2 separate regions of the Arachis hypogaea genome follow, and region 1 is linked to region 2. Evidence: chromatin contacts called from public Hi-C data. All regions are on one chromosome and are shown on one strand. Each heading gives the region's core, a stretch centred on a gene start, on an enhancer-like site or on the middle of the called end of the contact. The rest is flanking DNA. Distances are from core to core; before and after follow the strand shown.

Region 1 (6,334 bases), core at 1,662-4,161, 80 kb before region 2:
TATATATTTTTTTTTATATTTTGATAACACTTATTTTAAGTAACGTTTTTTATTAACAATAAAAAAATATTACTTTAATTTTAGCAACAATTTTTAAAAATATCATAATTACCATAATTATCATAACATTATTATACTAAAATAATTCTAATTAAAAATTATTAAATAATTTTATACATTTGACTAAATTATCATTTTAATATTTTTATCTATAATCTAAGTTTTTTCCTAATCATAATACTCGAAATTACTGCACCCTAGCTACACAACATACAATTTGAAGAACTACGAACTACTCATGATGATGATTGTGAAGCAAGCACTTTACCTTACCAAAAGGAGCCACCAACTGTTGAAGAGCCGCAATCCTATCTCCTAATTTCTCTTTCCTAACCTGAACAATTCATTATATATTTCAAACCACAAATTAAACCACCAATCAAGTTACATACATACATAATCTTAATTAGCTAAAGTAAACCCAATAATCCTGCGCTAATCAATAATGTACTAATATTGCTAACAGTGCACAAGGCACCTTAAAGGGAGGGCATGAAGGGCGCGATTCGGATCGTGATTTCTTGGATGCTGTTAGAGATTGAGAAGCCTTTGTGTCCATTATCGAAGTGCAGGGTCTCTTTGTGTCCACAGTGCCATTGGAGAAGTATTGTGATGGCTACATATGCAAGAAAAGAAAAGCCGAATAATTATTATTGTAGTGGCCACTGGGCAAGTCTTTTTCAAGAAGGAAAAGGATAAAGAAAAGATTAAGAGAAGACATAGCAAAAGAAAAAGAAGATAATTTTTCACTAAAGAGATATGTCCAGTTTTTAAAGCTATTAAGGGTATACTAACTCATAGTGTAGCGAGAAAAATTAAAGGCTTTCTGCTTTTCCTTTTTATTTTTTTCTGTTTCAAAAACTTATGCGCTGCCTCTATAGTCAACTTCATGAATTAGTATATTCTCTCTTCTTCGTCTTCCTTTTTATTTTTGAAGCCTTGTAATAAAATTTGTTAGTAGCATAAGAAACTATCTTTGAGTTTGTTTTTGTTTGAAGCTGCTCATCATGGTAATATAAAATCAGCTATTAAATCAATGGAAAAGTATATGGCAGCAATTTTTTTAAATTCTGGCCAGCATGTAACCAGCAATAAAAAGTGAGTTATTGAATGAAATCTCACACTAATCTCATACTATTAAAATTATCATTGATGATTATTTGATGACTACAAATCACAAAAATTGCTTGTCTCCTAACACTCCTCTTAAATCAATTATTCGTATATAGAATATATTAGAATACAAAATACACAATGAAAATAATTTAAACAATATATGTATATATTAATACATAAATACACGACGATTGAATTTTAATATGTACATAGTATTTTTATGTATACATACCTCGCCGAGTATTGATGACAACTTAATTGTTTTAAGGAAAGGTAATGATCTAAATGAAGTAGTGAACAAGGAACAACTCACATCATCACTTCAATTTGAGTTCATCGAGTGAATAAGCTACCTAAGCATACTAATTAACTGAACTAACTAACTGATTAAACTAAGTGACTGATTGAGTCAAGAGCGAGAATAATGGTTATGCATGCCATCTAACAATGAATATGTAATTCCAACTTCCAAGTTAAAGAAATGAAAAGAAGGAAGAGAAAAATAACAAACTTACATGACTGTTATTATTAGCAGTAGTGGAAGTAGTAGAGTTACTGCAGGGCGGCGAGGAGGCGTGAGTAGGGCGGTGGTGCTGGCTATGATGATGATCAAGATGAAAAGAAAGATGGTTGTCGGAAAATGTAGCAAGACCAAGATCTACTTGTTGATGTGCAGCAGCACCGCCGCCATGAGTGGTAGTTGTCATGAAAGCTGGTAGATCGAAGGAGTGCGAGGTCATATTATTACTAGAAGATGATGGTGATGGTGATGAGTGGTTGTTGATATTATTAGAGATATTTATGGTGGGATAAATGTGACTAAAGTTTCGTCTACTACTAGAAGGTACTCCACAGAAAGTAGTAGTAGTAGTAGTATCGGTATTGGAGTAGAAATCTTGCGCAGAGAAAAACGTCTTGAGCAAGAGCTTGTCATCATCGTGTGTTGAGAATTCGACGGTTGAAGAAGGAGGAGGAGGTGTATGATGAGAGTTTAGCATATTATGATTAATAGTGATGTGGTTGGTGGTGTTTAAGCTTAAGCAGCTTGGTTGTGCAGTATTATCATCACCACTACTAGTAGTTGTTGTAGTTGTCGTCCATAAGTGATGGTGATGATCTTGGATGAGAGGGACCCCAATATTAATATTATTATTGTTATCTTCTTGGATGTGGCTGTTCAATAACACATTCACAAGATAATCCGATTAGAATATGGACAAATTAAAAGCCCTAACTAGATGCATGATGCATTCATTCATTGATGCTGTGTAATATAAGTAAGAATAGCATGGACTACTACTACTACTTACAAAGTGATATTTGGAGTCCAAGAATGGTGGGTGGTGGATCCATATGATGATGATGAGGAAGATGAAGAAGGATGTTGATGGAGATTTGGAGATTCCATATTAATGACAATAATGGGTGGTTTTAAAAGGAATAATTAAGGTGATTGAAAATCCCAAGGATATATACTCTCATCACTGAGATAGATAGATGAAGGGAATCTGGCACGCACTGTGTTAGTTCTCATCAATGGATATCGGAACTAAGTCACTAACACATACCCTTTCTTTACTCTTTCTTTGTTTCGTTTGTCACAGTAAAGTATCCTTGAAAAGGAAGGAAGAGAGGGTCATGAGTAGCTGTAGTAGCATCTATACCCCATACCTCTCTCTGACTTTTAATTATTCAATTTTTCAACTTCACTACTTTTTCCCCCTTTCCCTCTTGCACCTTGCAGCTTTGCTTTCGACCCTTAATAAATTAATTACTAATTAAGTAGTATATAATTTTGTCCTTTATGTATTCATTAGCCGGCCACCACCCCACTTTTTTTTTTTTTCATTATTCAACTAATTAAATAATTAGTGCCATTTTAATTTTTTATATGAGAAATTTTTGGGTAAACAACTTTTAATATGTTTTGGCTATTATTTAGTCTGTATAAACACTAAATTATTTTTAATAAATAAATTTTATTAATTTATATGTATAAATTTTAAAAATATAAATATAAATTATATTAATTTATATGTATAAAATTTTTATAAATATAGATATAAATTATATTTTTTTTGTATAAAATATCTAAAAATATAAAGATAAATTATTACTGATCAAATAATAATAAAAAAAGATAATATTTATTTGACATGTAATATTGTTCCAAATTAAATAATTATTCAACTAATTAAATAATTTTTTATATATATACCCAGCTCCCAATCAATTGTGCAATTACAGGAATGAAGAGTACTCTCTCTCTCTCTCCCTCTCTCTCTCTCCATATGCCATGATTAAAAATCCTTTCCCTTCAATCCCAAGAGAGTATACAAGACACTTTGATCAATTTGAAATCATCATAACAGCCACTACTCTATGCACTGCACGCTCCAAGTCTTCCACTTTTATTTAACACACACTACTTTCATTTTCTGCTTAAATACGTTTCATTAACCGAGTATGAAACAAAATTAGTTGTTAATGCTACTTACATGAACGAGATTATTATTATTAGGTCATGTCACCGTCCATTAACGAATTGTGCTCTGTGCCCTTGACCTTTTTTTGACCTCCTATTGACCTCCTTTCACTACAAATTAATCATTCATTTCTCAATCAAACTTGGATTACATTACTTTTAATTAACTAATTGAAAGAACATAATTTAAAAAGTAATCAATTGACTATCTCTATCTTATTGATGTTGATCAAAAGTATATATTACAATTGAGAAAAATACTTGACTTATTAACTTTTAAAAAGAAAAGTAAAAATACAATGATTTTGTTATCAGAAAACATTTGCAGACCTCATCAATAATGGACCTTAGTGTTTTCTTCGCTGCTGCGCCATTCGCAGTCAAATTCCTTATAATTGGCTTCGGTGCGCTCTGCTTACAGGCTTAGAGCATGCTGGATGGAGGACATCATGGTCATTTCCATAGGCCTCATTCTTTGTTTTTCCTTGATATATACATATGTGGGTAGGGTATATAAGAATTCAGAATAAATTGCGTTCCGGAATGTCCTATCATGCTAGTTAGGGGTTCTATGAATGATTAGTCTAAAAAAACAAGAGTAAACTGCCTAGGGGTGTTCAAAACCGATCTAAACCGAATAAAACCGATCAATCGAACTAAATAAATCGAAAACCGAACAAATTGAAAATCGAAAAAACCGAAAAAAATGATATTTTGTTGTTTTTTCTGTGGTTCGGTTCGATTTTCGATTTTAATAGTGAAAACCCTAACCAAACCGACTACTTGAAAAAACCCTAAAAATCAAACCCCCCAACCCCAACTCTTCAAGTAGCCGCCACTCCCACACTCAGCAACCCTAGTCCCCACTCCCCAACTCTCTCCACTCTCCGTCTCCCCTTGAGTCCTCAACCACTTCGCAGCGCCAAAAACTCCTCCACCCACCCTCCATAGAGCCGTCGTCCTCTCAGCCACTGACATCGCCAAATAGCACCCTCTCGGCGACCCTTCCTCGTCAGTCGTCACACTTCCCTCGTCTCAGTTCTCGACGCGGTCTTTTCTCTTCCGACCTTCCTCATCGTGCTTTCCTCTCCTCGGCGGGGTTCTGTCTCTCCCCCCTTCCTCTTCGTCCTCCACGCCCCGCAGCCGCCGTCTCCTCCACGCACCAGGAGCTGCGTCGTCCTCCACGAACAGTATTCTTCGTTTCTTTCAGAACTGAGAGGAGTCACCAACATTTGATTCCATTCAATTCACCCTTCATAAACCCTAATTTTCAACCAGGTAACGTTCTACCTAGTTTTCTTTCTTTTTTCCTTTCAGTATTCTCTTCTAATATCAAATCCTAGGGTTTATCACACATAGAATTTGACGATTTGATTCATGTTGCGTTGAAGAAATAATGTAATTTGGCTTTCAATATTTTTTTTCTGATAAAATAATTGTTCAATTGGTTGTTTATTATATATCGATGCTAATTATGCATGGGATTATGCCATGTTTAATCATTGTATTTTGTGTAGATTGTATAACAAAAAATTTCATAGCTTTGATGGTTATGCACTTATGCTTGTGATTTTGATAATTTGACCTGAAGCATTAGTTCAAATAATTCAGTTAATCGTTCATTGTACTTTCTCTCTATTGTATTAATCTTATGAAATGTAACTTGGGATTACTTTTGAAGCAAAAAATTTTCAGAAAGTTATGTGTAATTTGTGAATCTGTGAATTGTATAATTATATTTTTTTATTCTGGTTTTAGCTATGTTTGTCTTTGTTTGTGTCTCTCTTGGATTGTGAATTTGTGATGCTATGACATGCTGGTTTTAGCTATGTTTGTCTCCCAGCAGCGCCGAACCTAGCTCTTCCAACCCCTCTCAGCAGCGCCGAACCCAGCCCCTCCCAGCAGTGCTGAACCTAGCCCCTCCCAGCACCGTCAAAGGTCAGAGTCCACCGAGTCAAATAAAGAGCCTCCAAGTCAGGTATTTATTGAATATATTTGTTGCTGATTGTTGTTCATTGTTGAATATATTTGTTGAATGTATTTGTTTGAATTTATGCTTCTGATTTTTTAATTATTTGTTTAGTATATTTGTTCAATGTATTTGTTATTGATTTTTGGAAGTCTGTTTCATTGATGCAGGGATTGTGGCACGGGATAGATTTATTGGCTTCAATCGAGGATTTGGGTCCAATGCTGTGAAAAACTTACCAAACAACAGATTCGGCGATCTTTTATTCCATTATAGTTTCAATCTTTCCCATGTTGTTAATATTTTTTTTCCTTGATTTTTTATGTTCAACCTATTGATATTTTTGCTTCTGCTTCTGCTGGTTATTGGTTAAACACGTACCAGTACCAATATACTTGGTTCTCACCTTTTAGTTGGTTGTTAGTTATTATTTTTATGCTGTCATTAATGGATTAACATATTTTCTTTTTGTATTTTTAAGATGTTATATATATTGATTCTGTATTATTATACTACTCTTTTTATAAACTATTTAGAGGAATAGTTCTGGCTCTTATCTTTCCCTTCCTAAAATGTATTTTGCTCCACCCTCAGCCCTCAGCTCTTGCTCATTTTCATGATTAATTAAACTTGATTTTTACTGAAGAAGTTCCATTAATTTGTCATGAATGTCATAGCCTTCACAACATTTTGTTGTTAATGGT
Region 2 (6,314 bases), core at 474-2,973:
GCTGGGTGCGCTTTATGATTTCTCAAAAGTAACTCATTGTTGCGTTCAGCAACAAGAAAGCAAGAAATTAACTCAGAATATTTTTAAATTCTTTTTCTCGATATTGCTGCTGCAGGAGCACATTCGAGACATGGAAGGTCGAAAAAATTTTCTCTAACATATCGGGTTTAAGGAAGTATCACCATCTTTTGATGATTGTACCTTTCTTCAATGTCTTTCCACAAATCTGCAGGATTTTTTAATGTGGGATATTCATTTTTCAATCATTCGTCAAGACGACGACGAAGGAAAATCATGGCCTTGGTTTTATCCTTTTGGGATGCATTATTTTCAGCCTTAATGGTATTTTCAAGATCCATTGAATCAAGATGGATTTCAGCAACTATATCCATGATAAATAATTATTTCGAAATATATCAAGAACATTAAATTTAAGATGAGAGAGCTTCAACATAATGAAAATTTGTTACCTGGAGTCTTCCTAAAATTTCGTTAGAGTCTCGTGCTGATAACGTGTTGTAAAATAAATAAGAAAGATGTACTAGATATAAAATAAAGATGTGTAAATGGATAACTTTAATAATAATAATCACCACTTCAATATCTCACACTAATAGAAATGTATTAATATTATATATTAATACTTATATACTAAGAGAGAGAGAAGAAAATAGAACTTATAATATTATAGTGCATGAAAGAAGAGAGAGATAAGAATGGTTTGTTATTGCTTGTAGCGTATATCCATTCAGAAGCTTAAGCCTCTATTTATAATGAAACATTTTCAAACTACATTTAATAGAGTCATCATTAGTAAAGAGAGTTTCAATGAAAATGGGCATCCACATTAATACTTATCACAACATTATTATTGATCGTGTGTGTTGTCAGAGGTTTAAACCTCTATTTATACACGTACTAAGCCTTACTTTTCAAAGTTCATTTATTTGCATCTGTCTTAAAGATTGATTCCTTCAATCTTGAAAAAGTTGGCCGCCCAATATTGTGAAGAAAGTCACAATATATTAAATAGACATTCATCCATTTATACTTATCACAATAATAATTATATATTTGAATTTTTTATAAAAATAACTGAAAAATAAGAGAGTTTAATAGATACTTAATTAATAATTAGCAGTATTGAGCTGCGCTTGAGGTGCTCTCCGTTTTCTATTGGGCTTATTGAAGATAAGAAACTGGAACAGTGGAGCCTTACTTAGCCCATAACGCCATTTCCATTTGTTCGTTATCACTCGAAAATCGAAATTTTAAAGTTTATTCATCAATGTCCAGGAAAAAAAAAAGGCTGATTCATACTTTCTTCTTAAAGCAGTTAATTATTTTTTTCACAGAGTCAAAAACTAAGTGTGCTTTATTAGTTTCAGTGCCCTATTGAACCTTTTAAGCAAATCAAAAGGATTTCCATCATCTAAATTTTGAAATTCATTTTAAAGAGTAAAGTATAATTTATTATTATTTATTTTATAAATAAGATTAAAAAAAAAGATGAATGAAAAAACATTCCATGATAAAAGATTTTATTTTATTCTCTAAAATAAAAATCTAAAATTTAGAGAAATAGTTCCAATTACCACTTTCATTTTATTCTTATATTACTTCAAATGTATTATACACCTTTTTTGTTTTGTACGAAGCATACCGCTATGATATTGGTCATAGATTAGAAACCATAGGGGTTATGGATAGCCCAGGCACTGATTAAATAGGTCCTTCCAGTTACCAAAAAAAAAAAAAAAAAGTCCCTTCCAAACAAGAAACCGAAATGCACTATAGACATAAAACCAAACGGTACCGCTATCATTTTCACTTCTATACAAAATCAGAAGTTAACTAGTTAAGGCTATCTTTAGTAAGTGATGTCATGTGATGTATAGAGGCGCTTTTTTTTTTGTATATGGAAGTAAAAATAGTAATATACTTTAATATGATAATTTTTAGTATTTTTTAAAAGTGTGGAAGATACACAAATCGGAAGGTACGATTTGTATACTTTAAATTTTTTAATTTTTTTAACAGAAATTCCTCGCTCCGATTTCTGTACTGTCACAAATCTCTCGGTCTGATTTCTGTACTGTCACAAATCCCTTAGTCTGATTTCACAAATTCATCAGTTCGATTTCTGTATCTTCACAAATCGGACGGTCTGATTTCTGTTTATCTAATTAAACGGTTCCACATTTGAGAATAACACCACATCAACCCACATTTAAAAAAAACACCGTTGCTACTCCAATATCAAAAACAAAATCTTCGATGTATAGATACTTCCACTACGCATTCAATACATAAAATAATTTTTTATATATTTTATTTGAATATAGAATATCATATTTAAATTAAATTATAAACAATTGATTTATCACATAAATTATTTATATTTCTTAAGAATATAAAAAAGAACATCAAATTTGATAAATATTTGTGTAATCTTATCACATATTTAATGAGTGTTTTAAAAATTAATTTTATTCAAACTTTAATTATACATAAATTAGTTAAATGTGTTAGTGTTTTGTGTGTTAAAAATATGTAAAACAGACTACTATACAATAATATATGAAAGAAATGATCATATTATCTTTCGAAAAATACATAGCAGTTATCATTTTATATATACATTGGAGTGAAATGCATGGAAAGATAAAGAAATTAAGATTTTATGTAAAATTATAAAAGTAAATTAAAAACGTAAAATATAAAAATTATAATAAAAATTAAATTGTAAAATTATTTATTTTAATACAAATTTTATAAAATTATTAATTTATTTAAAATTATAAAAAAATTAACAATTACATTGAAATTCTAGCTACTGTACTAGAATAGTGTTATAGAGCCTCACTACACGAAAAACGTTGAGTACCATCGGATTTATCGTAAAAAAATAAATTAAATGGTTACCGTCAGATTTTTTTTGTTGCGACAGATTACCAGTTCGGAAAACAAATTGGTTACTGGCGAATTTTTTCGATGGTATTATTAGCGCCAAAAAATTTTGTTTCGTGCACTATTACCGTCAAATTATTTCTACGGTATATTCGACGGTAATGTCAATGTTTTTAAAAAATTGAAATAAATGGTCCATTTTAATCATAGTTATCAAAACCAAACTGGCAATCGACCCAGCAAAACTACTGGGTCACTGGGTCACTGGTTCAACCGGTGGGTCACAGGTTCAACCGATTAACCCGGTCATAATTAAATAATTATATAAAATTTATTTTTTTATATCAAATTAACTTATTTTTTAATTTATTAATTAATTAGTATCTATTATATTATTCAAATATATGTTGAAAAATATTAATATTAATAGATGGCATATAATTATCAATAACAAAAATATGTCATGATTAATAAAAAACTTTTGCTTATTTTTTTTTAATTTATAGATATTTAACAAAGTTTAATTTTTATTTTAATAATGATATAATTAAAAAATAATTAATTTAAAAAAGAGTAAATATGAAATAAAAATAAATTAAATTAATATGAACGCTATTCATTAGAATAAAAAGATAAAAAAGTATCTTAAATTTGCATGACTAAAAGAATTAATACATAAGTTATTAATTATGATATGTCTAGTAGTTAATAATATATTTATAAAAAGATAGAATATAATACAAAAGGTAAGCTTGTCCTAGTGGTGGCAAGCTCCCTTTATAACTTGAATGATTCAAGTTTGAATCCCAGCGTTGGCAACACTCCAAATTTTTGAAATTTGAGTGATACGCGTGCTGACATCATCAGGTTGCGTGCTGACGGCGGGTCAATCGGTTCGATTCAATCCTCAATTTAGACCGAATTTGATCAGGCTTTTCGGGTTTGGCCGGTTTGCATACTTATCCGGTTAAATTGTTAACTCGGACTGGTTTAGGATTCAGTTCATCGATTTTTTGGTCGAACTGGCCGGTCCGGTCCGGGTTTAATAACTATGATTTTAATTTTAATTTTTACACAATTAATGTTGAATTCATAAATAATGAAAATCTATTATTTAAAATAAATAATACAATGTTCAAATAAAATTAAAACTCAAGTACATCAAATAAATACAATCAAACAATTAAACAAAACACTAATAACTACAGATCCAGGTAGTCTTCCTCGTTATCTTGATCGTTGTCGGTCCCGTGGCTTTGAGTCGGCGGCGCAGAAGGTGGTGATGTCCGTGTGCCACCAGCAGGGTCGATGCCAATGGCGTGCATTTATACCTGATACACCTCCATCTGAGCCTCCATACGCTGAAGCAGCTCTAGTGACTCCCTCTACTCTAGCCTGAGATCATTCGTAGACGTCACACGAGTGAGGATCTCCTGATACCTCTCCCGATAATCATTTAGCTACTGAGCCTGCTGGTGAAGGCTGCGTTAGAGCTCTTGTAGCCTCAAATCCACGCCTTCCTCGGACTCGACTGGTGGCGGAGCCTGACAATGGCCTCAACAAAGAGGTGCGGAGGCCGCTGGCAAAGAATGACCTCATCCCATATACACAGTTCTTGTACGGGGATGAGGCAGTGTCGCGCCAGACCACATCGGGATTGACGACTAAAGCTACAGAGCCATCAGTAGCGTCATCCCCACTCTACTGAGACTACCGAGTCGCAGCCTCTAGTCTTTATTTGTAGAACTCATGTGTAACACAAGTTATTATGTTACAGTTAACACAATATCATATTATGTGTACTCACACAATGGCCCTGAGACTACTGATCAGCAAATCTTGCTTAGTTCTCCTTCAGCGTATGGGTGTACTTGAACGCCTCCTCCAATGTCGCCTCGCGATTCAACGACTTCGACTACACATGTTGAATTGAAAAAATATGTTTAGGATGCCTAGTAATGATATGCAAGAGAATATAGCTAAGTTATTAACAAAATTAAAGTCACTACATACTAGCCTGACCTTAGTCTTCATGAAGGTTGCTGAGCTGCCGGTGTACTTGGATGACTTGGCCGATGCCCTTTTAGCTCTGTTAGTGAGACACTGATGCATGAATTCCTCATTGGTCTCCCAATGAACAAACAGAGCCTTCTTTATTTCAGGTCAAAGCCAGGACATCTGGTGGTCTCGTCCCTGACGAACATCATCCAGCATTTGCTGGAGCCGTCGACCCATTCCATGGTCGAATATTTTTCTGGCGGTAAGAACGTGCTCAGCGTCCCATATAAAGTTCAACTGCAATAAAGAAACTTCAAAATTAGTTAAGCAAGAAAGAGGATATAAACTAGCTAAAAAGGTTTGAAACTGAAAAAAGAAGTACTTACCGCCCATTTCTAAAACCATCGCTCCCTGGTCTCAGTAGGGATCTTCATATAGCAAGGCCATGGATGGTCGTACATCAGCTTGATGACATTGGTCGTCTCCTAAGTACACGCGTTGTTGTTCGGTGCAAACCTAACAACAACCCACAATTACCATAATCAAGTAAACAGGAAACATGAATCACTTTTCAGGAACTTTGAGCAATAACCATAAGCAGAAAACAGGAAACAATAACCAAGCAACCAAATAAACCTAAATCCACTAAACTATAATCACTTTTCAGGCACTTTTAGCCATAACCATAAACAGAAAATAGGAAAATATAACCATGCATTCAAACCTAAATCCACTAAACTAGAAGCAATTTTCAAGCACTTTCAATGATAACTATAAACAGGAAATACATGAGACTCAACGTGATACTTATCTCGTGCCGCCATCAGGCCAAATCTTCAATTGTAAGATAGGAGGTGGTGGAGGGGCATCAGCTGCCACACTTCCGTGGCTGGACTCCGGGGCCGAGACACACGTCGCTGGAGGCGGCGTCGCCGTGGATGCGGGTTGCTAAGTGGTAGGAGGTAGTGTTGTCATCATAGACGGAGGCACATAGTTGGGGTTAGGGACCATGATGAACGGCTGGTTCACTCAACCTGTGGCATCAACGGGTGATCAGAGTCGAGGGAGAGGATCCAGAAATTTCGGGTGTATTAGAAGAAACCCTCCCTCTACTCCGACCACGGCTACGGCCATGACCAGTAGCCTGATCTGCAGCACCTTTACCTGTCATCATGTCTGCAAATAGCATACCAATTAACAGAAATTTAGCACAATAAGTCAACAATAAATTATCGCAATAAAGTGCAAGTATGAGGAACAAGTTCAACACTAATGTACTTCCTATAATCAATAGCACAAGATTGATTTCAAGAATTGAAAATATTTTCTAATATAACACAAAAATCCGACGGTAAACCCGCCAGCAAAGGACGCGCCAAATTAATTTATTTTCCCTTTAAATATTA

Evidence for each region. A called contact is a pair of places that touch in the nucleus more often than the background predicts.
Region 1: a Hi-C map of an unstated tissue shows a contact between it and region 2, with 2.7 times the contacts expected there. The contact joins the promoter of LOC112767175 here to the enhancer-like site in region 2. A contact is called at or near these places in 2 of 8 Hi-C or Micro-C datasets (leaf and an unstated tissue).

The regions. Positions count from the first base shown.
Region 1 is chr17:113,278,395-113,284,728 of arahy.Tifrunner.gnm2.J5K5, reverse strand. It overlaps LOC112767175, which reads right to left and starts at 2,911. Exons shown (of 7, transcript XM_025813062.3): 1 at 2,487-2,911; 2 at 1,692-2,349; 3 at 539-676; 4 at 329-394. The coding sequence starts at 2,584.
Region 2 is chr17:113,197,225-113,203,538 of arahy.Tifrunner.gnm2.J5K5, reverse strand. No RefSeq gene overlaps it. Among protein-coding and RNA genes, the nearest start is that of LOC112766903, 11 kb to the right of the region's middle. Within about 2 kb of position 1,723, at least 3 of the 3 cell types and tissues checked have open chromatin away from gene starts, as enhancers often do.